2 separate regions of the Xenopus laevis genome follow, and region 2 is linked to region 1. Evidence: chromatin contacts called from public Hi-C data. All regions are on one chromosome and are shown on one strand. The core of a region is the stretch at or near the end of the contact, and the rest is flanking DNA. Distances in the headings are between cores, read along the strand shown. Region 1 holds the start of msra.2.L (peptide methionine sulfoxide reductase MsrA 1). Region 2 overlaps LOC108708097 (tyrosine-protein kinase Fgr).

The links. Hi-C and Micro-C count contacts between places; a contact is called where the count stands out from the background.
Region 2: a contact with region 1 is called in a Hi-C map of the XTC cell line, with 3 times the contacts expected there. The contact joins the enhancer-like site here to the promoter of msra.2.L in region 1. A contact is called at or near these places in 2 of 4 Hi-C or Micro-C datasets (the XL177 cell line and the XTC cell line).

What each region holds. Positions count from the first base shown.
Region 1 is chr2L:60,416,305-60,420,634 of Xenopus_laevis_v10.1, reverse strand. It overlaps msra.2.L (peptide methionine sulfoxide reductase MsrA 1), which reads right to left and starts at 1,604. Exons shown (of 6, transcript XM_018246421.2): 1 at 1,321-1,604. The coding sequence starts at 1,393. gngt2.1.L (guanine nucleotide-binding protein G(I)/G(S)/G(O) subunit gamma-T2) reads left to right here and starts at 1,241. Exons shown (of 3, transcript XM_018246422.2): 1 at 1,241-1,350.
Region 2 is chr2L:60,605,125-60,609,774 of Xenopus_laevis_v10.1, reverse strand. LOC108708097 (tyrosine-protein kinase Fgr) reads right to left here. Exons shown (of 13, transcript XM_018246425.2): 4 at 4,053-4,152; 5 at 3,778-3,876; 6 at 3,169-3,272; 7 at 2,748-2,897. Among protein-coding and RNA genes, the nearest start is that of LOC108708097, 23 kb to the right of the region's middle. Within about 2 kb of position 1,769, at least 2 of the 7 cell types and tissues checked have an H3K27ac peak or open chromatin away from gene starts, as enhancers often do.

The DNA.
Region 1 (4,330 bases), core at 355-2,854:
TACATCATACTAGAAGTTATATAGCCCCTTAATAAAATGTCAGATGCAAAATGTTCTCCAGTTCTAGTGACCTATGTCAACTGACATGCTGTTTGAAAGCAAAGATCTGATTGGTTGCTATGGGTCAAATAATAACTCAAATATTCTGCTTTAAACTCGCTACCAGTATTTTTCCCTTTTATTTTCCTGCAAAACTAAATTGTTAGCACAAGTTGTGATTCTAGAACGTGTGTAGAACGTTGAATATTTTATTCACACCTTTCAAGAAATTAGAGGGAATGTTGCCAACTCAGCTGATGCACTTGCTACTGGAAACTATGAGTGTTTTCATATGTGTAATAAAAGAAAAACTGGTACTCAGAGCTCAATGCATGCGGGCAAAGCCCTGCGTGTTTATTACAATGACATTGTAATAAACACGCAGGGCTTTGCCCGCATGCATTGAGCTCTGAGTGCCAGTTTTTCTTTTATTACGCTGACTACAATTGGGGTTGCCGATCCCTTCTGACTGTGCACCGGGCCAACTTATGCTGGAGAGGCCAGGGTGTGCTGGTGGGTTCTGGAATTTGGACTGTTTTCATATGTGGTCATTTGTCCATATTTTCTATATAGACACCCACGGGCCCATTACTAGGGCCGCACCTCTATGATAGGCCTATAATAAATGTATAATTATATTTGCATAAAAAAAGGTAGAATACTTGTTTGATGTTATTAAGCAATAACGTTTGAAGAGACACAATTAAAAGCCATAAGCAACATCTGTTGTTTTCAGAATCAGAACCAGTTAACATGTTGTCCCTTTAATAAATTAGCACATTCTAGTGAAAATGTGATAAATGTCACAAGCAACAGATAGGGCTGACGAATATTGGGCTTATGCTGTTAATACAAGAAAGGTGGTTGACAGAATAAAAGAATGGAACTGCAATTAAGTTAAACACATTACCCTTAGCACAAACAATTTAATGATGTGAAAATGTGAGCAGACTGCCAGGTAGGATAGAACACCCTACTTGGAGATAGAATTAGAGAGGCCTCATGGGTTGTTTATTTGTCTTTAACCAGCTTAAAAGAGATTGAGCAAATGTTGAACCTGATTGACTTATGCCTGATTTCAGGCCAGTCAGCTAGGTACACAATGATATGATAAACGCCTGAATTATCCTAATGGACTTTAGCCAGAGCTGTGTGCACACTAAGTATTGTGTGCATACTGCATGTATATACTGCCTGCAGGGAAACCAAAATCCTATCAAACACAGTACCCTACCACAGACAGAACATCAACTACCATTTCCGAATAGGGCAAGTCCTTACCCGCTACTTGTAGGGCATCGCTTCTACCAGGTAATGCCTCCTGGGCAGTAGGAAATCTAACGTTACCCAGCATTGTTGAGGAACTTGAGTCACGGGGAAAATAACTGGTATATAAGCAATTACAGACAGGGCAGAGGTTGATGGCATGCTAATGAGTAACTGATGGTGGAGCTTTGGTTATTAACTCTTGACCTAGCAGCACAAGGTGACAGAGCAATAGGGATATGCAAAAACAAAAACAAAGACCTCACAGCCCTGAGTATATACCAGAGGTCCCCAACCTTTTTTTACCCATGAGCCATAAATCAAATGTTAAAAGAGATGGTGAGCAACACAAGCATGCAAAAAGTTTCTGGGGTGCCAAGTAAGAGCTGTGATTGGCTATTTGGTAGCCCCTATGTGGACTGGCAGCCTTCAGGATGCCCTGTTTTGTCAGTACAACTAAAACTTGCATCTAAGCCAGGAATGTAAAAATAAGCAACAACTTTAAAGGAGAATTAAACCCTAAAATGAATAGGGATAAAATGCCATGTTTTATATACTGAACTTATTGCACCAGTCTAAAGTTTCAGCATCTCAATAGCAGCAATGATCCAGGACTTCAAACTTGTCACAGGGGGTCACCATCTTGGAAAGTGTCTGCAACACTCACATGCTCAGTGGGCTCTGATCAGCTGTTGAGAAGCTAAGCTTAGGGGTAGTCACAAATTAAAAAGCAGAAAATGAGGTTTGTCTGTAATATAAGCTGATGCTACAGGGCTGATTATTAAATTCTGACGCTAATTGCACTGGTTTCTGTGCTGCCATGTAGCAATTATCTGTATTAATTACTAATCAGCCTTATATTGTGACATTTATATTCTAGGGTATATTTTGAATCGGCCCCTAAGATCAATAACTGACATCAGCACTGAGCATGTGCAGTGAATCAGCAGAAAAGAAGATGGGGAGTTACTGGGACATATTTTGGGGCACATATCTTTCCTGCTAAAGGGCTGTGGTTGCCTTGGGCTAGTACTCAAGCCCAAAACATAATGTACAATATTTCTAGCCTATTTCTTTAGTTAAGCTTTAGTTCTCCTTAAAGGGGTGGTTCGCCTTTAATTTAAACTTTTGGCACATAATATAGAATGACTAATTCTAAGAAACTTATTAATTGATCTCCATTTTTTTCATAGTTTTTTGAATTATTTGCCTCCTTCTTCTGACTCTTTTCAGCTTTCAAATGGGGATGACTGACTCCAAAAATGCTCTGTAAGGCTACACATTACTTACTTCTTATGCATCTTTCTGTTCAGGCCCTCTCCTATTTATATTCCAGTCTCTTACTAAAAACAATGCATGATTGCTACATTTATTTGGACCCTAGCAATCAGATTGCTGAAATTGCAAAGTGGAGAGTTGCTGAGTAAAAAGCTAAATAACTCAAAATCCAAGCATTGGTGTTAGCCTGGAGAGAGAAAACATGGGACTTTTTTCAACCCAACTTTACTGTGTAACTTTTTGGAAAATAACATCAGCATCTACAATACCTGCAAGACCTTAATGGTAAATTACCATAATTATATTTCAAGGCCACTTTCCTTTGTGTGTAAGTACATAGAAAATCTACGTTAACATGTGGTCCAAACAAGACTGCTAAGATGAAAAGTAGAACAACATTATAAGAAGCAGATCTCACATGCTTAGTAGGCTTTTGAACTGGGTGAGGCACTGTTTAAAGAACAAGGTGACCTATTTTACAAGGTTCTGCACATGTATTTGCTCCTCACTGGTTCCACAGGTTTTTGGATACTTTCATGTCCTCTAAAACATCAGGATAAAACAAGAAGATGGGGAGCTACTGGGGCATCTTCAGAGACATATCTTCTCTGTTAAAGGCCTGTGAATGCTTTGGGCTGGTACAGAAAGCCCAAAACAATAGAAGAATTGTAGAACAATAGAAGAAGCACACCCTTTCTGGGTGATCAGGCAGTGGTGTAACTACCCTTGGGTTCTGCTGGAGGTACAATAAGGCATGGAAGTCTTTGTATGCATGCATCTGGAGCACAAATCTGGAGGGGGGCTAAATGCACATCCTGCACTCGGGTACCGCCACTGCTAATTATACCACTTGGCCAGAAGTATAGGGAGAGCAGTGAAGCACTGACTGATAAGCAGTTTCATGAAATATGTCTTGTTTGTAAAGTTTAGGGGCGCCCTAAGCAATGAAGAAATAATTGCTGAGAAACACCGATGAAAATAATGGCATTGTAATGCTGCTTGCAACTAGCTTTTGACCTAACATTTTTGTTCTGCTATTCTCCAATTGCCATTTAAATCTAATGTGGTTTATATGGCCAGATGCCTAGTATCAAGAGTCACTGACCGTGCATGGTTTAAATTATAGAATGTAGAATGAGAGAGTCTAAAAAAACAAGGTATGTATGTAAAATGCAGTGCACCTTTAGCTACCAACAACACCAGCATGTATTAGAGATAGCACCTGGTGAACCATCATTGCAGAGATACTTGTTAGCAGGGCCGTCATTAGAAATCACGGGGCCCCGTACAACAAAATTTTTGGGGCACCCTGTGCCCCACCCATGCCAGCCCCCAAACCCCACCCCCAGATCCCGCCCACACCACAGTTAAAAGACCACACAGACATCTGCGCTAACAATGGTAAACTCCCCTACACACAGGGGTGCTTCGCCAATGAGGCAAGTTGAGGCTGTCGCCTCAGGTGGCAGCGCCCCACTAGGTACCAGGGGCAGCAAAAATGCTGCTTCTGGTACTTTAAGAGCGAATTTCCTGGGGAGGGGGGGCAGCAGCAACTGCTGCTGCCTCAGGCGGCGGAGTGACCAGGATCGCCCCTGCCTACACACAAATTATAAAAAGCCATTGATGGTCAGGGTCCCTCTATAAGTAAAAAAACGGTGGCGCCAGAGCCCCCCATAAAAGTTTTTTAAAAATCATTGGTGGTCAGAGCCCCCGATAAGTTAAAAAAAAATTTGGCGTCAGGGCTTAC
Region 2 (4,650 bases), core at 520-3,019, 190 kb before region 1:
TATAGCTTTTTTTAATTATTTGCCTTAGTCTTCTAAATCTATCCAGCTTTCAAATGGGTTTCACTGACCACATCTAAAAACAAATGCTCTGTAAGACTACAATTTTATTGTTCTTGCTATTTTTTGTTACTCGTCTTTCTATTCAGGCTCTTTTATATACATTTCTGGACCTGATGAGAGCAAAGGTGGCTTGGATAACCTACTTTGTAACAGTTTTTAAAAGGAACAGTACCAGTTTGTCATAGGACATTGCAACAAATAAATTGTTTGTTAGGGCTCTTACTCACGCGCGTTTTTACCTGCGCTCCCCTGCGTTCCGTTTTTCGGCGCTCAGCCGCAGGGGAGCGCAGGAATAGACGCATTTAATTTTTTCAAATAGGGCTGTACTCACACAGGCGCTCGTAGGCGCCGAACGCAGGAAAAATGCAGCATGTTGCATCTCAACCTGCGTTCAGCGCCTACATGCGCCTGTGTGAGTACAGCCCCATTTGAAAAAATTAAATGCATCTATTCCTGTGCTCCCCTGCGGCTGAACACCGAAAAACGGAACGCAGGGGAGCGCAGGTAAAAACGCTCGTGAGTAAGAGCCCTTAAAGCCATCACTAGTGCTGCACTACACGGAAATGATTCCTTTCCTACCAGCAATCACAACAGCCTTAACTTGCGAGTGATTTTCTAACAACGATTCTAATTAGCATCCACATTACTAAATCAAGAAACATTGTTATGCCCTTTAATCATTGGCTGCCTGCTTTTAATCTGAAATTCTGTAGTGCAAAATGCTGCACCGTGGGAAAAGTCACAACAATTTATGGGTATTGTTGTGCTTCCTCATGTTCACTTGCAGTAACAAACGAGGCCTTTATATGTGTGTTTTTGGGGGGTGTATTGCTCTATGACATGTATCATTGCCATAGGGAAGTGGGTTGTGGACTTTTTTTTAAATTCAAATTCCCATAAGTGGTCCCAATATTTGGTAAGAGACTCTTTTAGCTAATAAAAAGGTGGATGTATGAAAACATTGCCATATCAGTAATTCTGCTAGAGTCTGAAGTATTTCTAGGACATCAGATGAGCACTCATCCCAAATCATATACTCACTGGGATTCTAACATCTACCTACCCTCCTGTTACACAGGGAAATTAATAGCTATTACTTGCAGCTAACTATAGGTAATTGTATTTCTTATCAGGCATAAAACATTGGGCCTCATATAAAACCAATACTTACCAAGCTACAAATAGTAGTTGGTGACCTCCCTGTGCGACATTAGGATAATGGCACATATAACATTTTTTATGCAAGCAGCGAAATCACCAAAGCCAGCTGTGCTGTTATGTGTGCATGCCATGAGCCTTACCCTAAAAAGAGAATTTTTCCACCCACTCTCTACACCCCAAGATCAACCAAAAAAGAAAATACTAGGTACACTTCCATTCTTTTGTAAATAGAATTTTTTGGGACTGGGGCCCAAATTATAAATAAGACATACTAGTTAACTTACAAGCATGAATTCCAGTACTGATATCATTTCTGGTATCTTTACATTGATTTGTGAACTGGCAAAAGATATGTTATGCACAAACAGGACCAGCACACTAACTAAGGGGCAAGTCTCCAAAAGGTTGTGTTTCCACTTTTGACTTAAGAACCACAGGGGATCATCCCCAGGCAAGTGGTGTGCTGGTCCTGTTTGTGCATAGACATTGGGGAGGGTGCTGTGCTCTCCCAGTACTACAGCACTGGACAGCCGTGACTGGGTGTGTCTGCAGACTTTCTATATAAGAGAATATGTTATGGCCCTGCTGAAAGAAGGCTGAATCTAACAACTCTGCATGGTATGAGCTAGCTGCCTCTCGACTTCTTGCATTTTATTGCTCATCGTGCCATGATTGTGAACTTAGCCACAGCAGTGGCAGCAGCACTAGGAGAAAAAAATACAGTGCTACTGCAATATTACCTCATTGTGTCACATCTAAACACATCCCTAGTCTGAGCAATCATATCTGAACATACTGTTCCTGCTATGCCACTTCACAATCAATCTGCTCTTTTATCTACTCTGTAATGAAAGCCTTGTTGCTAGGGGACACTGCAATCTATGAGATACTAGCTTTGCACCTTCCTTTTAGGCCAATTGTATGTGTCCCTGAAGTTGATGGTAATGCTTTTTATTTATGTGCATTTTCCAGTGTCTGTCATAAGCTCTACATTGGCTGCTTCCTTCTCACAACCCATGCTGCACACTTCATATTGTGCCTTATGGCACCCGTGAGGCTCAGACTGGCAAACTGTAAATTCTAGCAAAGGCCAGAGGGACTGCTGTAAGTTGCCATAGACTCTATTTAGTCACCCCCCTGGGGGGTAGTTTGGGCCTCTGTGTACTTGACTTGAAATACCAGGGCTTATTTTGAATGTCAGTCTGGGCTTGGTACCTGTCAGGGGCGCTCTACCAATGATGCGAGATGAGCCACTCGCCTCAGGCGGCATCGCCCACCTGATTTTAAACCCGGAAATTCGGCTCTTCTAGAGCAAAGAGCACAATTGTGCTGTCTGCACTAATGACGTGCACCTCCCCCAACCCCCTCCAGTGCTGAAAAGTTGGGTGTCGTGAGGAGGGGTGGGGGCAGCAAAGGAAGGCCGTCTCAGGAGGGCAAAAAGGCAAGGATAGCCGCTGGTACCTGTATATTATTAATGTCCACGCAGAAAGGAAAGGTTATTTCTGTATAAAGTGCAGTCTTCTTACCACCATAGTGTTCCACCAGCTCCTCCACAGTATTAAACTGGACCCTTGTTGTAATATAAAATCCTCCACTGTCTAGCTTGCGGATCTTGTAATGTTTTGCGTGGTCTCCCCTGCTAGCATCCCAGTCGCGAACAGAAAGGGAGTATGCACCTGTGAAGAACAAACAGTTGCTACAAACAAGAAACTGTGGATAAAAATGGAAAATAGAAAATAGAGTGCAAGGTAAAAGACACGAGGTTGCAAGGATTAGTTAATTTTAATAGTAAGAGGAGACAGATTATCACTTAAAGTGATAAAGTGTGAGAGGTGACTGAAAAGTAAAAATAAGATTATTGTAGGATATTTGTATAGTGATACAAATATATATATATACACACACAGTATCTGAACTCATGCATCCTCATATCCTCATAAGCTTTACCTTTAGTTGTCTCACTCTCCCTGATCATGAAGGTTCCTCTTGGATTCCCCTCACTCAAAAGTAGTCTCTCTGCATCCTTCCGGCCAATCTTTCCAAAGAACCAGCTAATTAGGGAAACGGGTACAATAGAAACCCCATTAACCCCATTCCTCCAGAATATTTGTTTTGTAGATCATGATAAATTATTAAAGATATTCTGACTTCCCCCATAGACACCAAAGAACAGCCAAGTGTTCCATTTTTCATAGTATCTATGCTTACAAGTTTTACAAGTTTACACGTTTTACATGCCCTTTATCCAGAACAGTTAATCTCACAATCCACGCTGTAGCTGCAATGTTTTAGTTATATTACACCATGTTTTTGTGTCTTTATTGTTCTATAAATTCTTCATTCTTATTTTTCTGACATTTATCTAGTTTGTGGTTACATTTATCATAGGGAGAAAAACAGATCTTGCCTGATAACCAAGTTAAGTTATTCATAGAAATTAATACAAATCAGGACTGATTCATTAACTCTTTTTTTTGTAACAGTATTTAGTTATGTTAGCTATTAAATAGTGTTCTGGTCTAAGCATTTTCCCACCAAGTACAGCATTGAACTCACTCTTTTGACTGAATGGAATTCATAGGTGCCACATAATTACTGGGGATGTATCCTGTATTTCCAGAACTTAGCGATCGAGCTTCCCACCAATCACCCTCTCTGTAAAGAGAATAAATAGATGACAAGCATATTATACAGATATGCATATTATACAAAATATATGTTTTATGCTAAAATATATATTTATATCTGTATCTAAATGCTATTTCATCATAAATTGCAAGCATGCACTTAAAGCTCCTGTATATAGTGACAAAGATTTGTTAGTTACTCACGAGTTGTTAATAATATGGAACTTCTCTCCCTTTTGAAAGGTCAGGTCATCCTCTGTGCGAGCATCATAATCGTACAAAGCAATAAACAGGGTTGCCCCTGCTATAGGGATAAAGCAGAAAGAATGATATTCTACCATAAAGAATTATATTTTTAATTACTGTTCTCCACCAGATACACAAAATGTGAAGTGTCTGCCCTTATAATAAGAGGGCCTCGTGAGTTTTGTATTCATAAAGTATTTTTTAAAGATTTGGTAAGTCTTTATGTAACAATACTATGTCCAGAGGGGCAGCCAGTCTAGAAAGTGGTAATTTGATGTTTGCATAAACCATCCCAGACTGACTTATTAAGGAAACTATTATGCAGGTGGGTGGGTCATGGCACGAGCTGAAAGCTTAGAAGGCATAAGGTGAATTTAAATGGCCTACCTAAAGTCATCATATATATAGGTCAGACCCTACAGAAAATCACCCTGGTTGTTATGGCGAAATATATGAAGAAACCTTTTGGTGAGGGGGAGGATGCCAGACAAGTTATTGGAGCTGGTCAGAGCAACCCTGATCCTGCTGCAAGAACTTTTAACAGAAGGCAACTGGC